3 separate regions of the Sus scrofa genome follow, and regions 1 and 3 are each linked to region 2. A link is a contact called in public promoter capture Hi-C data. All regions are on one chromosome and are shown on one strand. The core of a region is the stretch at or near the end of the contact, and the rest is flanking DNA. Distances in the headings are between cores, read along the strand shown. Region 1 holds the start of BAG3 (BAG family molecular chaperone regulator 3). Region 2 holds the start of PRDX3 (peroxiredoxin 3). Region 3 holds the start of TIAL1 (nucleolysin TIAR).

Evidence for each region. Promoter capture Hi-C pulls out the DNA fragments that hold promoters and counts their contacts.
Region 1: a promoter capture Hi-C map of fetal skeletal muscle shows a contact between it and region 2, with 2.5 times the contacts expected there. The contact joins the promoter of BAG3 here to the promoter of PRDX3 in region 2. A contact is called at or near these places in 2 of 5 promoter capture datasets (fetal liver and fetal skeletal muscle) and 1 of 2 datasets of contacts at active chromatin or transcription factors (alveolar macrophages).
Region 3: a contact with region 2 is called in a promoter capture Hi-C map of fetal liver, with 2.0 times the contacts expected there. The contact joins the promoter of TIAL1 here to the promoter of PRDX3 in region 2. A contact is called at or near these places in 3 of 5 promoter capture datasets (fetal liver, fetal skeletal muscle and liver), 3 of 47 Hi-C or Micro-C datasets (embryonic fibroblasts, liver and mesenteric adipose tissue) and 2 of 2 datasets of contacts at active chromatin or transcription factors (alveolar macrophages and skeletal muscle).

The regions. Positions count from the first base shown.
Region 1 is chr14:129,507,480-129,511,882 of Sscrofa11.1, reverse strand. BAG3 (BAG family molecular chaperone regulator 3) reads right to left here and starts at 1,643. Exons shown (of 5, transcript XM_021073458.1): 1 at 1,054-1,643; 2 at 872-1,051. The coding sequence starts at 1,242.
Region 2 is chr14:129,088,669-129,093,045 of Sscrofa11.1, reverse strand. It overlaps PRDX3 (peroxiredoxin 3), which reads left to right and starts at 2,256. Exons shown (of 7, transcript NM_001244531.1): 1 at 2,256-2,316; 2 at 4,083-4,218. The coding sequence starts at 2,269.
Region 3 is chr14:129,463,965-129,468,715 of Sscrofa11.1, reverse strand. It overlaps TIAL1 (nucleolysin TIAR), which reads left to right and starts at 1,566. Exons shown (of 12, transcript XM_003133196.4): 1 at 1,566-2,096. The coding sequence starts at 2,065. LOC110256777 (a long non-coding RNA gene) reads right to left here and starts at 2,533. Exons shown (of 2, transcript XR_002338744.1): 1 at 2,321-2,533; 2 at 1-1,916.

The DNA.
Region 1 (4,403 bases), core at 394-2,893, 420 kb before region 2:
AGAAGTATATACCCTTACATAAATGTAAATAAGGCATACATCTGTATTCACAAAAGCATTACTACTCAATTATTTGTGTATTAGAAACAAATCCTGGGTATTGTAGTAACATAACAAGGAAAGGAATGTATTGCCATTTAAAAAAAAACAACAACACTTTTTCTCGCCAGTGTGAGGCAATGTCTAAGTCAATAGCCAACTAGGCGACAGTCTCACGTCTTTAGTTTAAAATTGCCTGGGAGAACAGCATCTTTTTTTTTTTTTTTTTAACAAGTCATTCTAGAATATATTCTTATCGAAAACAGTTTCAAACAAGAATACAATTTTAATTTCAAATTCAAGGGGCGGGGGGGATGTATTTACGTCAGTCTCCTGAGTCACTCTGTGCCTCAGGTGGAAGACTGAAGTCAAGATACCCTCAAGCAAGTTCTGGAACTTTGGGAGGTAAAAGTCCTTAGAGATCCTAAGAGACCCCCCCATCCAAGCTTGCCAAAGGCCCCCTGGCGTCCGACCAAGCGTGATCAGCAGAGTGAAACCAGGCTCTCAGCCCTGGAAGCCGGGCGGAGGCCGCGGTGGGGCCTGGCCCGGGCCTCCGAGGCTGACCAGGCCGATCGCCCCTCGCCTCCTGGCCCACGGCCCCTCGAATCCAGCCGGTGGACCGGACCTGGCACCATGGGGCGGGTCGCACTTCCCGCCCGACCTCCGGAAACCAGATGCAGCCCAGAGAGGACAGTCCTCCCCGGGGCCTCCCCCTCGCCCCGACGCCGGCCAAGGGCGGGCCTGGGGAGGGGGCTCCTGGGACGCGGCAGGCCGACTCCTGAGAGCTGGTGTCCACTTGGGGGTCTGTACGTTCCCAGTGGCCTTCACTGACCTCTGGGACACCGGCGCGGGCGGGCTGTGGCCGGCAGGCACCCTGCTCCTCGCGTCCCCGCAGCCCGGCCCAGTCCAGCCCGCCACCCCCATCCCCGAAGCCCTGTCCCGCCGCTCGCCGTCGGGGCGCGGGGGGGGTGGGGGTGGGGGGAAGTGCTGGCCAGAGTGCAGCTCGGGTCCCGCTTACCTTGGGGCCCTCGGGGGCACGCGCGGGTCGTTCCACGTCGTGGTGCGGCTGTTGTGGTCCACGAAGAAGGGCCAGCCGGTTTGCGGATCGATCTTGATTTCCCAGCCGGGGGGCAGGGGGTCGCGGTCGCCGGCGCCGTTGCCGGACGCCATCTGAACCATCGGCGAGTGGGTGGCAGCGCTCATGCTGGGTCGGGGTCGGCCCGGAGGGGCAGCCGCCGGGGTGCCGGGTCACAGGGTCGCGGGGTGCCGGACTTCCAGGCGCAGAGTGGCTCGCTGGCCGAGGCCGGAGCTAGAGTCTTGTGGGCTGCCGACGTGTCCGGGAAGCCGGCGCTGGGCACCTTTATGAATTAAAGGAGGGGGTGACGTGGCCGGAGAGGGCTGGAAGTGTCTGGAAATAGCCTCCACGCTGCCAAAGGGGAAGGAGGAGATAAAGGGAGGTAGCAACTGGCCGGCTAGAAACTTCTGGTCCCATCCAGAGAAGTTGGCGGCGGCGAGGGCTGGATGCGGAGCTCCGCCCTGAGTCATCGGCTATAATCGTGGCGGGGCGGGGCGTGGGCGTGGTCACGGGCGTGGCCTCCCTGCCGCCCCTCCTCCACCCCACCTCCTCCCTCGCGCCAGCTTCCTGGGTGGGTGTCACCCGGCTGAGACAGCCTCAGGGTGGGCCAAGGTGCACCCGAGGCATCTCCCTGATGCTGGCTGACTGGACCAGCGAGCCCCAGGGACGTCGTCTTTGTGTCCTGGGCGGTTTCGGTTTTCAGACTGCCTCTTCCTGTTCTTAGGACTGGGAGTCCGCACTCAAGAGTATCTGCTGCAGTTCCTTATAAAAACAAAGTCATCGTTAGCCTTTAAAGTCTTTGGGTTTAAACCAGAGTCTCTCCCCACCTCTCATTTGTACCCCCATATACTGATACTCGGGGCACTGGTGTCCCTCCGTTATGTTTTAATCACTTTTCTCCCTTGGGCTTAACGGCTGTCGGAAGGAGCGCTGGAATGTTGACCTGACACAGTAACCAAGCCAGGGGAAAAATGGAAGTGCAAATGGAAACTCACCTGCCTTTCTTTCAAAAAAACCTGAAGACAGAAAGATTGCATCAGCCCATGGTTTTATGCTCCTGAACCTCATAACTCAAATAAGAAACTATCATTGCTGAACAACTTTAAAGAAAAAAACACATTATTTGGAGTTTTGGTCTTTTTTATGGTAGAGGTTGGTTCTTGCTGTCTTAAAATTTGAGCTTTACTTGAGAAGTAGGGAACAAATTGAATCATTAAATGTATTTGTTGGGTTGTTTCAATAATCGCACTTGCAGCCTGAACCCAACACCTCAATTCCTCTGGGAGAGAGAGTGTGTGCCCCCCAGAGGGAGAATGTTGGGGAGGTACTAGTTTAAATCTTTGGGCCTGAGACTCATTCCTTTCTCCAGAAGCACTTTGAGAAGGTGCCATGGCTTAATACTGGGCCCAATTTTCCAACTCAAATGCAGAGACTACCCAGGAACCCTCAGAGGCAATACCTTTCCTCTCTTCCTGCCCTCAAATTACTCCTTTTGGAGCAAACGATAAGAGGCCTACCAATCATTTCCAATGGAATGATTCTCACTTACACAGGTGTTCTTATCAGCTTTAAAGTACAAAATTCAGTTTTGGGAAAACGCAGAGACGATTAAGCCCCAAGGACTGACTCAGGTACCAAACACACAAGAGACTGATGTATAAACCCAAATGCCAGTGCACTAATTTACCCTAAGTACTACTATTGAAGGAGCTGGACCCTCAAGCGCCTTATTCAGTGGCTTTTTTGGAGGGGAGTCGCACCCCAAGCTTATGGAAGTTCCCAGGCTAGGGGCTGAATTGGAGCTGTAGCTGCTGGCCTTCGCCAGAGCCGCAACAACACCAAATCCAATCCGTGTCTGCAACCTACGCTACAGCTCACAGCAATGCCAGATCCTTAATACACTGAGCAAGGCCAGGGATCAAATCCACATCCTCATGGATACTAGCTGGACTCGTTACTGCTGAGCCACGATGAGAACTCCCGTCAGGAAGAACTTATTTCTGGAGACCTGAGCTCCAGAATCTATATTCAATAATATTGATGTATACTGAAGACTGATTCTAAAGTGAATTTTTATTTCTCTTTCCTTTACTCCATTTGCATTCTATGACAACTACATTTACACACTGAGAGCATTCTTTGCTGATGTTTTGTTTGCAGGTGCACTAGACAGGAGCAAGGAGGAAGCAAGTTCTCCTGGGGCTAATATCGTTGCTTCTGGGAGTTATGTTCCACCAGGGACTTCAAGAGGGTTTGTCTAAAATGGAGCCATAAGTCTTGGAGAACTACCTGGAAGAAGCTCCTTTGAGCCATGCTGAATAACAAGGAGCATGTCTGACCTTGGTGCCTTTTTTCCTTCTAAGTCTTGGGATGCTCTTTCCCCAGGTGCTAGAGACTGGAGGTTTCTATCCTCCCAAAGGTCATATGTTGAAACCTATTCCCCAGTGTGATGCTATTTGGAGGTGGGACTTTTGGGAAGTGATTAAGTCATGAGGATGAAGCCCTGGTGAATGGGTTCAATACCCTTATAAAAAACACCCCAGAGGAGTTCCCGTCATGGCACAGCGGAAACGAATCCGACTAGGAACCATGAGGTTGCAGGTTCAATCCCTGGCCTTGCTCAGTGGGTCAAGAATCTGGTGGTGTTGCCTTGAGTTGTGGTGTAGGTCACAGACATGGCTCGGATCTGGAATTGCTATGGCTCTGGCGTAGGCCTGCAGCAACAGCTCCGATTAGACCCCTAGCCTGGGAACCTCCATATGCCATGGGTGCAGCCCTAAAAAGACAAACAAACAAACAAAAAACCCCAGAGAGCTCCCTCACTGCTTGCTTCCTCAAGTGAGAAGTGAGAAGACAGATGTTCCTCTGGCCCCTACTAGACACCGAATCCACTGATGCCTTGATCTTGGACTTCCCAACCTCCAGAACTGTAAGAAATTTCTTTCTTTCTCTTTCTTTCCTTCCTCCCTCCCTTCCTTCCTTCCTCCCTCCCATCCTTCCTTTCTTGCCACACCTGTGGCACATGGAAGTTCCTGGGCTAGGGGTCAAATCAGAGCTACAGTAGAGGGAACACGGGATCTGAGCTTCATCTGTGACCTACACCGCAGCTTGCAGCAACACCAGATCCTTAACCCACTGAGGGATGCCAGGGACAGAACACACATCCTCACAGAGACAACATGGTGTTCTTAACCCACTAAGCCACAATGGGAACTCCAGGAATAAATTTCTGTCATTTATAAGTCCCCCAATCTGTGTTATTCTGTTATAGCAGCCCGAACAGACTGAA
Region 2 (4,377 bases), core at 1,007-3,506:
AAATGGAGGACTCTGCTTATCCTTCCAGGGGATGTCTTTGGCTGATGCCTGAAATTAACCGAAGGCCATTCACTTTGCAGTCCTGAACAGGCCAATGAGAGACTCTTGCATGAAATTCCTCTGGGTCTCTGAGCCTGAGATTCTAGGGTATTTCATTCCTTTTAGGACAAGGGAGATAAGCTTTAGACTGAGATCGTCAGACCAATATGCCCAGTGAGGAATTCTCAGTTCTAATTGTTTCCCGGCCAGTGAAACCTTGTGCGACTTGAGGAAAGCTGTTTAACTAGACAATTGCTTTGGCTGTTTGGAAAAGAAGGGATAAGCAGTGAAACTTCCTCTTCAATGGCCAGAAGATCTGGAAATTGGGCTGCTTGGTTGGGCCTGTAAGCAGATAAGGCAGATGGTCCCTGGAGAAAGAGAACTGGGCATGTCTTTCTTTTTTTCTTTTTCTTTTCTTTCTTTTTTTTTTTTTTTTTTTTTTTTTTGCCTTTTCTAGGGCCTCTCCTGCGACATATGGAGGTTCCCAGGCTAGGGGTCTAATTGGAGCTATAGCCACCGGCCTACACCAGAGCCACAGCAATTCAGGATCCGAGCCGCGTCTGTGACCTACACCACAGCTCACGACAATGCTGGATCCTTAACCCACTGAACAAGGCCAGGGATTGAACCTGCAACCTCATGGTTCCTAGTCGGATTTGTTAACCACTGAGCCACGACAGGAAGTCCTGGGCATGTCTTTCTTGACATAAGAGAAGCCATTTTTGGTCTAGGCTATTCCGTGATCTAAGCCTGGCCATGGTGTTTGTCCTTGAATGGGTCTCAGTAGTTAATGACCTAAAAGGAATGAAAGAATGCAGAAACAAATGACTTGTCAGGCAAGAGAAGTAATTACAGCAAAGATAATGCATCAGTTGTAAAATCTTCTAGGTCTGTTTCAGTGGTACAGATTGGCCTAAGGCCCTCAACTGCCAGACCAACTGGAACCTAAGGGATAATGTTGACCTTTTCTGACTCTCATGACTTCAATCAACTACAGCTTGGGGAGTTTCCGATGTGGCTCAGCAGGTTAAGACGTGACATAGCGTCCATGAGAAGGTAGGTTCAATCCCTGGCCTCACTCAGTGGGTTAAGGATCTGGCATTGCTGCAAGCTGCATCATAGGTTGAAGATGTAGTTTAGATCTAACATTGCCTTGGCTGTGGCATAGGCCTGCAGCTGCAGTTCCAATTTCACCCTTAGCCTGGGAACTTCCATATGTTGCAGTGCGGTCCTAAAAAGAAAAAACAAACAAACAAAAACATATGAACTAAAGTTTGGATTCTGTCTGCCACCCAAGCCCCTTCTTGAATATGCATGTTCCCTTAGCTTAAAACTAACCAAATCTGGCTGTTTGAGGAGATACTGCTTTGGGACAGATCCTCCATGTTTTCTTTACTTGCAGCAAGTAATAAATGCTTCCTTCTCCAGATCTTTGCCTGGGTTGTGTCTTTTGGCTCCATATCCACCAAGAGGTGGATCCAGTTTTTCAGATAACAGGCTTGGCCTTTGGAAAATGCCCACTTAGAGTTTACATTTTGTCACACTTACTGTAAGGCCACTGTATGATTTTTATCATGTTTAATGAACTTGCTTCAAAGTACCATGTTCCCCCTGAGCACTTGGCTTTACTAATTGAGAGAAAACACATTTTAAATTTGTCCCAATTCCCCCATTGTTGTGAAGGGAAACCAAAATGGGAGCTCACGCATCATCCAGGGATTTTCAGGACAACAAAGCCTTGCAGGGTCTGACCCACTCTGCTTATTAATCGGCTAAAATTTCATTGATAACTAATGCCATTTCGTGCAGAAGCCTGTGGTCGAAATAGGAAACGGATCCTTTTACTGCAACAATAATCCACGGAGGTTAACAAAAAAGTAACAAGTATAGAAATATCTAGCTTCCTGCCTGGATTAGTCCTAGAGGTTGGGGCAACAAACAGAAACAAAGTGTCGCTTTCACAAGCATTTAGCTACTTAGAAGCTTTAACGGGAATTATCCCAACCGGAAGCCGGGCCGAGGGACCCAGCGATTGGGACGTTTACAGCCAGAGGGTGCCCAAAAGGCGGCGAGGGCATAGGACTCCGGGTCCTGGCTCCCGGCTCCATCCCTGGCCAGGGCTGCAACCCAGGCCCCTCCCTGCCCGCCGAGGCCCCGCCCATCTGGCCACGCCCCCGTAGATCCCGCCTTCTTTGCTTCTCTGGCCCGAGGCCCCAGTGCGCACCGAAGATGGCGGCGGCGGCGGCGGCGGCGGCGGGAAGGTTGCTCCGGGCTTCGGTGAGTGGCTGCTGGCGGGGCACAGGCGCGGAGGCACTGAGGTGGCTCCGAGAACGTGCTTTTCAAATGGGATCCCGCTCCCTTGCGGCCTGGGGGTCTTTCACCCTCTCTGAGGATGTCAGAGGGTAACGGACCTGAGGCCTCCTCTTCTAGGGAAGGCTCCCTGCGCGTGCGCATAACTGCCCTTCCCCCACCCCACCTCGCGGTCCCCTACCCAAATCCCTCTTCCCTCCTAGTCGTGGGTCCCCAGTCCCCTCTCCACCTGAGCACCTGGCTCTGGAGGCAGGCGACCTGGCCCTTGATTCCGTTCTGGGACCGACTCTATGACCTTGAACAAGTGACTTCTTCGTCTTTCTGAACCTGTTAACTTTCCTAACTCAACATAGAATGATGCCTGCCTATCTCAAGGTTTCCGTGAGCATCCACTTAAGTGCTGGATGAAAACCAAAATGTTCAAGTAACCAAAGGGCTTACGTGCAAAAGGCACTTTTTCCTTACTCTCCAGGGCCAGCCGGCCCTGCTATTTTTCTCTCGCAAAGCCTGGTACCCTCTTGCTGTCCGCTCTCCCCTTTCTCATGCTGGGGTTCAACGCAGGCTGGTCCTGAGTCACGCCAAACACTGAAGTTAAGCAAACCTTTGCCTTGAGCCCTGTCCAAACTCTCCCAGAGGCTGAACTTTGCTCTATTTGTTTGCTTCTCTGTAGAGCTTGAAAGGGCCTTGTCTTTTCCAAGGAAAACCTTGACATTGTAGAACAAGTTCAGAAGTTCTGCTGGAAAAGGGCCTGGCCAAGTCTCCTTGGTTTTTTAATCCTCTGGGTTGCTGTTAAAAGCATGGAGTCTTTGTGTTTTTATAAATCCCCCCTGCCTTGCAGTCTTTTTTTTTTTTTTTGGCTGCACCCACAGCATGCTGAAGTTCCAGGTCCAGGGATTGAACTCGGTCCCCTGCAGTGACCATGCCAGATCCTTAACCTGCTGAGCTACCAGGGAGCTCCCTTGCAGTCTTTTTCCCCCCTTCATTTATTTATATATATTTTAAAATAAAAGTTATATGTATTTGAAGTGTACATTATGATTCCATGTACATATACATAATGAAATGATAAATACAGTCAAAGTAATGAACATATCTCTTCATATCGTTACCTTTATTTATTTACTTATTTATTTTTGCTTTTTAGGGCCGCACCCGCAGCATATGGAAGTTCCCAGGCTGGGGTCAAATCAGAGCTACAGCTGCCGGCCTACGCCACAGCCACAGCCACGTGGGATCCGAGCTGAGTCTTCGACCTACACCACCGCTCACAGCAGCACTAGATCACTGACCCACTGAGCGAGGCCAGGGATCAAACCCACATCCTCACTGATACTCGTCAGATTGTTTCTGCTGTGCCACAGTGGGGACACCCCACATAGTTACCTTTTGTGTGTGATTGTACCTGAAAACTACTCTTAGCATATTGCCAGCGTTCAGTGTAGTTTAAGCATAGTCAATATGCTTGTACATTAGCTATCCAGACTTATCTACACAGTTGCAACTTTGTACCCTTTGACCACCATCTCCCAACATCCCTCCCACCTGGCAGTCCTGAGGGATAAGGAAGCAGAAGGGAATTTTGAGAACATGGAGATCCAGTCCATGCTCTTGGAGTTTGGTATTTTGTTCCCAGGAATAGGGACGGCTGAGGCTACTGCTGGCCTGATGTCCTCAGCACGGATTCAGCCACCATTCTGGGAATATTTCCTAATATAAAATATTTCTCTTTGTAGGTTATCCGACATGTGAGTGCCGTTCCTTGGGGCATTTCTGCCTCTGCAGCCCTTAGGCCTGCTCCTTCTCGAAGAACATGCTTGACAAGTGTGCTGTGGTCTGGTTCCAGTCAAGCAAAATTCGCCTTTAGCACCAGTAAGTGTTGTTATGCCTTTGTTTGAACCAGATAATGGAAACACTTATCATCTCTGAATAATGGCTGTATGAAGACTCACCTGGGAGCTTTTATACACTTACTGCAGCCCCAGCCTCACCCCAAACAAATTAAGTCAGTGTCTAGGGTGAGACCTGAAT
Region 3 (4,751 bases), core at 317-2,816, 380 kb before region 2:
ACTGAGCCGCGATGGGAACTCCCAATATAGTCCTGTTTTAAGTCCCTAAGTTTGTGGCAGCAACAATAGGAAATTAACACAGTGGGCGTGGATCAATGATGAATTGGATGATGATGGTTACAGCTCTGGACGTCGGTTCAATTAAAAAAAATAAAACCTCTGAATAGCTCCTCATTGATTGGGAGACAAAGCCCCAAACTCCTCAGCCTGGTACCCATCTTTAACAACATGGTGCTATAAAACCGTTGCCCACCTTTCTAACTTAGCTCTCCAGATTCCTACTCCATGCCTTCCCCCACTTCTCCCCCCACCAAACCCATACACTTTTTTTACCCATGGGTCCTGGCCTCGGTGCCCCTTGACGTTCCCATTGACTCAGGGGGCTCAACTCTCTTCTCAAGGTCTTATGAAGCCTTCCAGGTTGAACCCCCCACTTCTTCCTCCCCATATTGACATTACAACGTTTTTGCTGCACGGTTGACCCCCATCACAGGATTAGGAGTCAGTGGTAGTGTTTATAAAACCAACTCTCAAGGCACAGTTTACCTGGGACCTTCTAGCTCTGGCAACAGGATGAAAAATCTTTCTTCGCCGTTATAATCCTTCACTTCACTAACCTACAAGAGGGGGTACGAGCTCAAAAGCATTCTCCCAAAGACGCTTGGGGGTGGGGTGAAGGAGTGGGAGCGTAGGGTGAACTGCCGCCGGTGAAAAAAACAAATTCTACAAGGTTACGTAGCCAGTTTGAACGGGGTTTCCCACATACTCGAGCAAGACTTCATTCCCCGTCCATATGATGGATGGATGGATGTCTGTAAACACAGCCTTAAGTCTGTGCACGTCTCTGCCCAAAGACTCACTCTAATAACTAAATGAGGGGCAGAAGGGCATTATCGCCCTCTTTACACCAACTCGATGAGTCATTTTAGTGGAGGGCTGCTCTTTTGACCCCCTTATCCGATGAGATAACGAATGAAGAAGCCGTCTACCCAGGGTAGAATACCTATTTGCGGGAAAACAAGCCCAGAGGAGGAATCGGCGGGCTGTTGAGAAAGCCGGAGGGGCCCCGGCGAGCGCAGCTTCCAGCTCAGCGCTGGGCCGGAGGAACCCCCCAGCCCCTCCGCCCGTCGCGCGGGGCGGCAGTTGGCGACCGCGGGCGGGCGGTTTTGATGAATAGAGGAGGGCCAGAAAGGCCTGCGGGCTTGGACGCCACGCGGAGCCAGAGCACGGAATTAGCCGCAGTTGAAGATACCGCTCTTGGGCTGGACAGAGGCGGAGCAGCAGCCCACGCTGAGCCAACAGAAGAGTCTTAAAATGCCTGAAGCAGTCCTAGGACAGCCCCCAGCGCGAGGCACTATGGGACTTGCAGTCTACTTCTCCGACGCCGCTTTTTCCCAGCTCGATTCCCTGCCTTTCAACGTCGCTTTTATTCTCTCCCTCCCCTCCCAGCACGCCGACTTCCTGGTCGCCGCACGTCTCACGTACGACTACACTACCCAGAAGTCTCTTCTTCGCTTCCCAGAGCGGCTCCGGCTCCTCAGGACTACAGTTCCCAGAAGTCCTCCGGGGAAGTGCTTACCTCTCTCATTTCCAGGACCACAATTCCCAGAGACTTCAGTTTTACGGCGGTTCTCTTTTTTCTCGAGTTCTTCTTGAGCTGGCTGGGTTTCGCTAGCCAGCCGGCGAGTAACGACGACGTGATCCGTCGTGACCGGGCACGAGGTTTCCTCAGTGGCCCCTTTTGTTCCCCACTCAGTTCTCCGCTTTTTCAGGCCGTCGCGGCTGGCCTGAGCGGTGACCTGGCGGGCCGCGCCTGCGCTCTGCCCCGTTTCCTGCCTGGCTGGTGGCGGCGGCCATTTTGTTCATCCTCCTCCTCCTCCAGCTCCTCCTGGTTGGAGCGCAGTGTCCGGAGCGGGCTGGGGGGAGAGAGCCCGAGAGCAGGGTTCGGTGCCTTTTCCTCTGTCCCCAGCCGGTGCCCGGAGCCCCCCTCCCCTTCCTCCCCACCCCCTCCCTTCCCCAGCCCTGCCCTCCCCCTTGTCCCGGGATCGCTCCGTCGCACCCACCATGATGGAAGACGACGGGCAGCCCCGGACTCTGTGAGTACCCAGACGGGGGGTGCCAGGCGCCTAGAGGCCCGGGCACTGCGGGATGCTATGGGAGGGAGCAAGAGAGCGGGGCCGAAGCCAGGACTCTCGGCGGCTCCCTAGCTGGGGTGGCGCGGACGCGAAGTGCATTCCTCATTTGTCCCTTTTTCCTTGGGAAGGAAGCCCTCCCTTCCCCCAAACACAGTCACTTCCTGGGGTCCGGGGCTAGTTTCGACCTTTTCCTCTCGCGCCCTTCTTTGCAACCCCGTCCTGAGCCGGGCTTTTGCACGGCAGAGTCTGTCAGGCCCGGGAGAGCTCCTGCTCCCCCTGTGCTTTGGGGGCCCTGGGCTGGGCCGGGAGCTGCCGGTCCCCACGGGGGCTGGGCCTGGTGGGGGTGGGACTGGGGGTGGGACTGCGGCCACATCCCCTGCGTGCTGCGAGGAATTAGCACTCACGCCCTCCACGTCCCCAGCTCCAGTCGCTCCCGGCTCTTCTCCCAAGCTAAGCTCTGCGAGGAAGCCGGACACTCTTCCGCCACTCAAGCCCCTACTCTCTTTCTGCCCCACGTGCCCCCGCCCACGCTGTCAGAAACACTCGCCAAGCGCCCGCTACTTTTGAAGTGCAAAAGGGATGCCTCTTGCCGCCGGAGCATCTTTCCTTTCTTGGATGACGAAGTTTACTTTGAGCGCTACCTACGCTAAACTGACAACCAGTTGTTAAACAGCTTTTTGCTCTATTGGTGCTACCTTCTCTATTACATACCTAATCTATTTCTGCGTCGAGCCCTTCGGAGTTGGATAAAATGATATTTTTATCAGCTATTCGATGTGTGTCTTTTGAGTGCTTTTTCTTCCACCTTGCTGTTGCTCTTTACCCTGAAGCCCAAATGTAATGAATGAATTTCATCTTCCCACCGCTTTCCTTCCTTTCCTAATGAAGAGTGATGACTCAGCGTTTGCATTCCTTTCCAACTAGTGTGGCACTCCTTTCTTTTTTCCTGCATTTTTTTTTTTTTTTAAGTGTGAGTCTAATTAAATGTGTTAAGTTGGGCACTGGGTTTTCCTCGCCTTACGAAGCTCAACACACCTGCTTCGAGTACAAGGAGTCAGTCAGAACGCTGCTTTTGTTTTCTCTTGGCTCTGCCTGGTGTTTATATGACCATAGTTCACTTGGCTCTGCTGTCTGATGGGGTAATTACTTTTTGGGGAATAGATGCAGGTGGAAGGGTGCTCAGGAAGTTTGACTAGTTTCTGATCTCTACTCCTGCCAAAGAAAGATTGCTCAGTCCAGAAAATAGATGTCTTATGTTCAATATTGATAGTTGGGATTTTCATTTTGTTGGGGCGGGGGGGGTTGCATTTTTTTTATTCCTATTTCTTTAATGTCTCACTAAAGTATCTGCTATACTGTTTTGAGAATTTGAGGCCAACTTAAGCACATCAAATACTTGAATGGAAAGCCTGCTTGGTAGAAGTTTTGTATTTATGTCCTGTGTTGTCTTCCATTTCTGCTCTATTTTCCCAGAAGAGAGAGAATTGGGACAAACATGAAGTTTGTCCCCTAACATCTGTTGAAGTCAAGACTTGGTATTTAGTTAGCAGTGTGTTCTTTGATGGAAGCATCTGGGAAAGCTGGATTTAGGTCTAGCTAGTATGTGTTTAATAAAGATAAAAGTTACATTGTATTTAAAAATCTGAAATGTCACCATTGCATCCTAATAGTTACTGAATAATTGGTAAATTTTCGTGGCACATTTCTGATTAACTGTATCTGTCTCTTCCTTATGAAGAATTCTTGGTTTTGTGCTAAATAATATGCTATTTCAGTACCTTTAATTCGTATCGCTGTCTTTGCATCTGCCTTGTCTTCATCTCCATCAGACCTTAGGCCATAGACTAATAAGCTAACGTCTTTGTGTCACTTGTTTCTTACCCCTACCTTCTCCAATCTCCTGTTCTTTCTCAGAAACACACCTAACTTGTCTATGTTTACAGTTGTCTAAAAAATGTGACATGTATACATATAAGTAAAGAAACATCTTGAGCTTCATTGTACGTGTATGTCAGTACATGTTTACTATTCTGTCTTCCTTTTTCCTTCTCCCACTCTTCTCCATGGGAAGGGTTTTTTTTTTTTTTAGACAAGGACTGCTACATCTTCCTAGGTCTTACCCCTGCAGCACTTAGTTCACTGCCTGGAACATAAGAGGTACTCAAATATTTTACAATGATTATACTTCTTTTCATTAAATTAGTATTAAGTCCGTTTTTTTTAAAGTCCTGATTGATTTAAAATTTTAGGCAGACGTGACTGTCATATGTGGTGCAGTCTGCTGATTTTTATGTATTTTTTTAAAACCTTCAAATGTAAAATTTTGAGATAAAAGCAAATGTTTCACACTTGGATTTTTGTCAGATTTTAATAAAAATAATGCATAACTTTTAAAATGTTCGTTTTATGTATTTCTTCTAAAAGTTCTTTTAGATACAAGTAACGTGATAAAAGCATTGACAGTGACTAGAGGTTGATACCTAGTAGAGTTTTTTGTTTATTTATGGCCATCCTTCTTTTATTTTTCATTGTTATCTATGGATTAGGTTTTCAAGTGGCTAGTATGTTTTAAAGAATGTACTCTTAACAAGTTTATCTTAAACTGTTTCCTTAAAA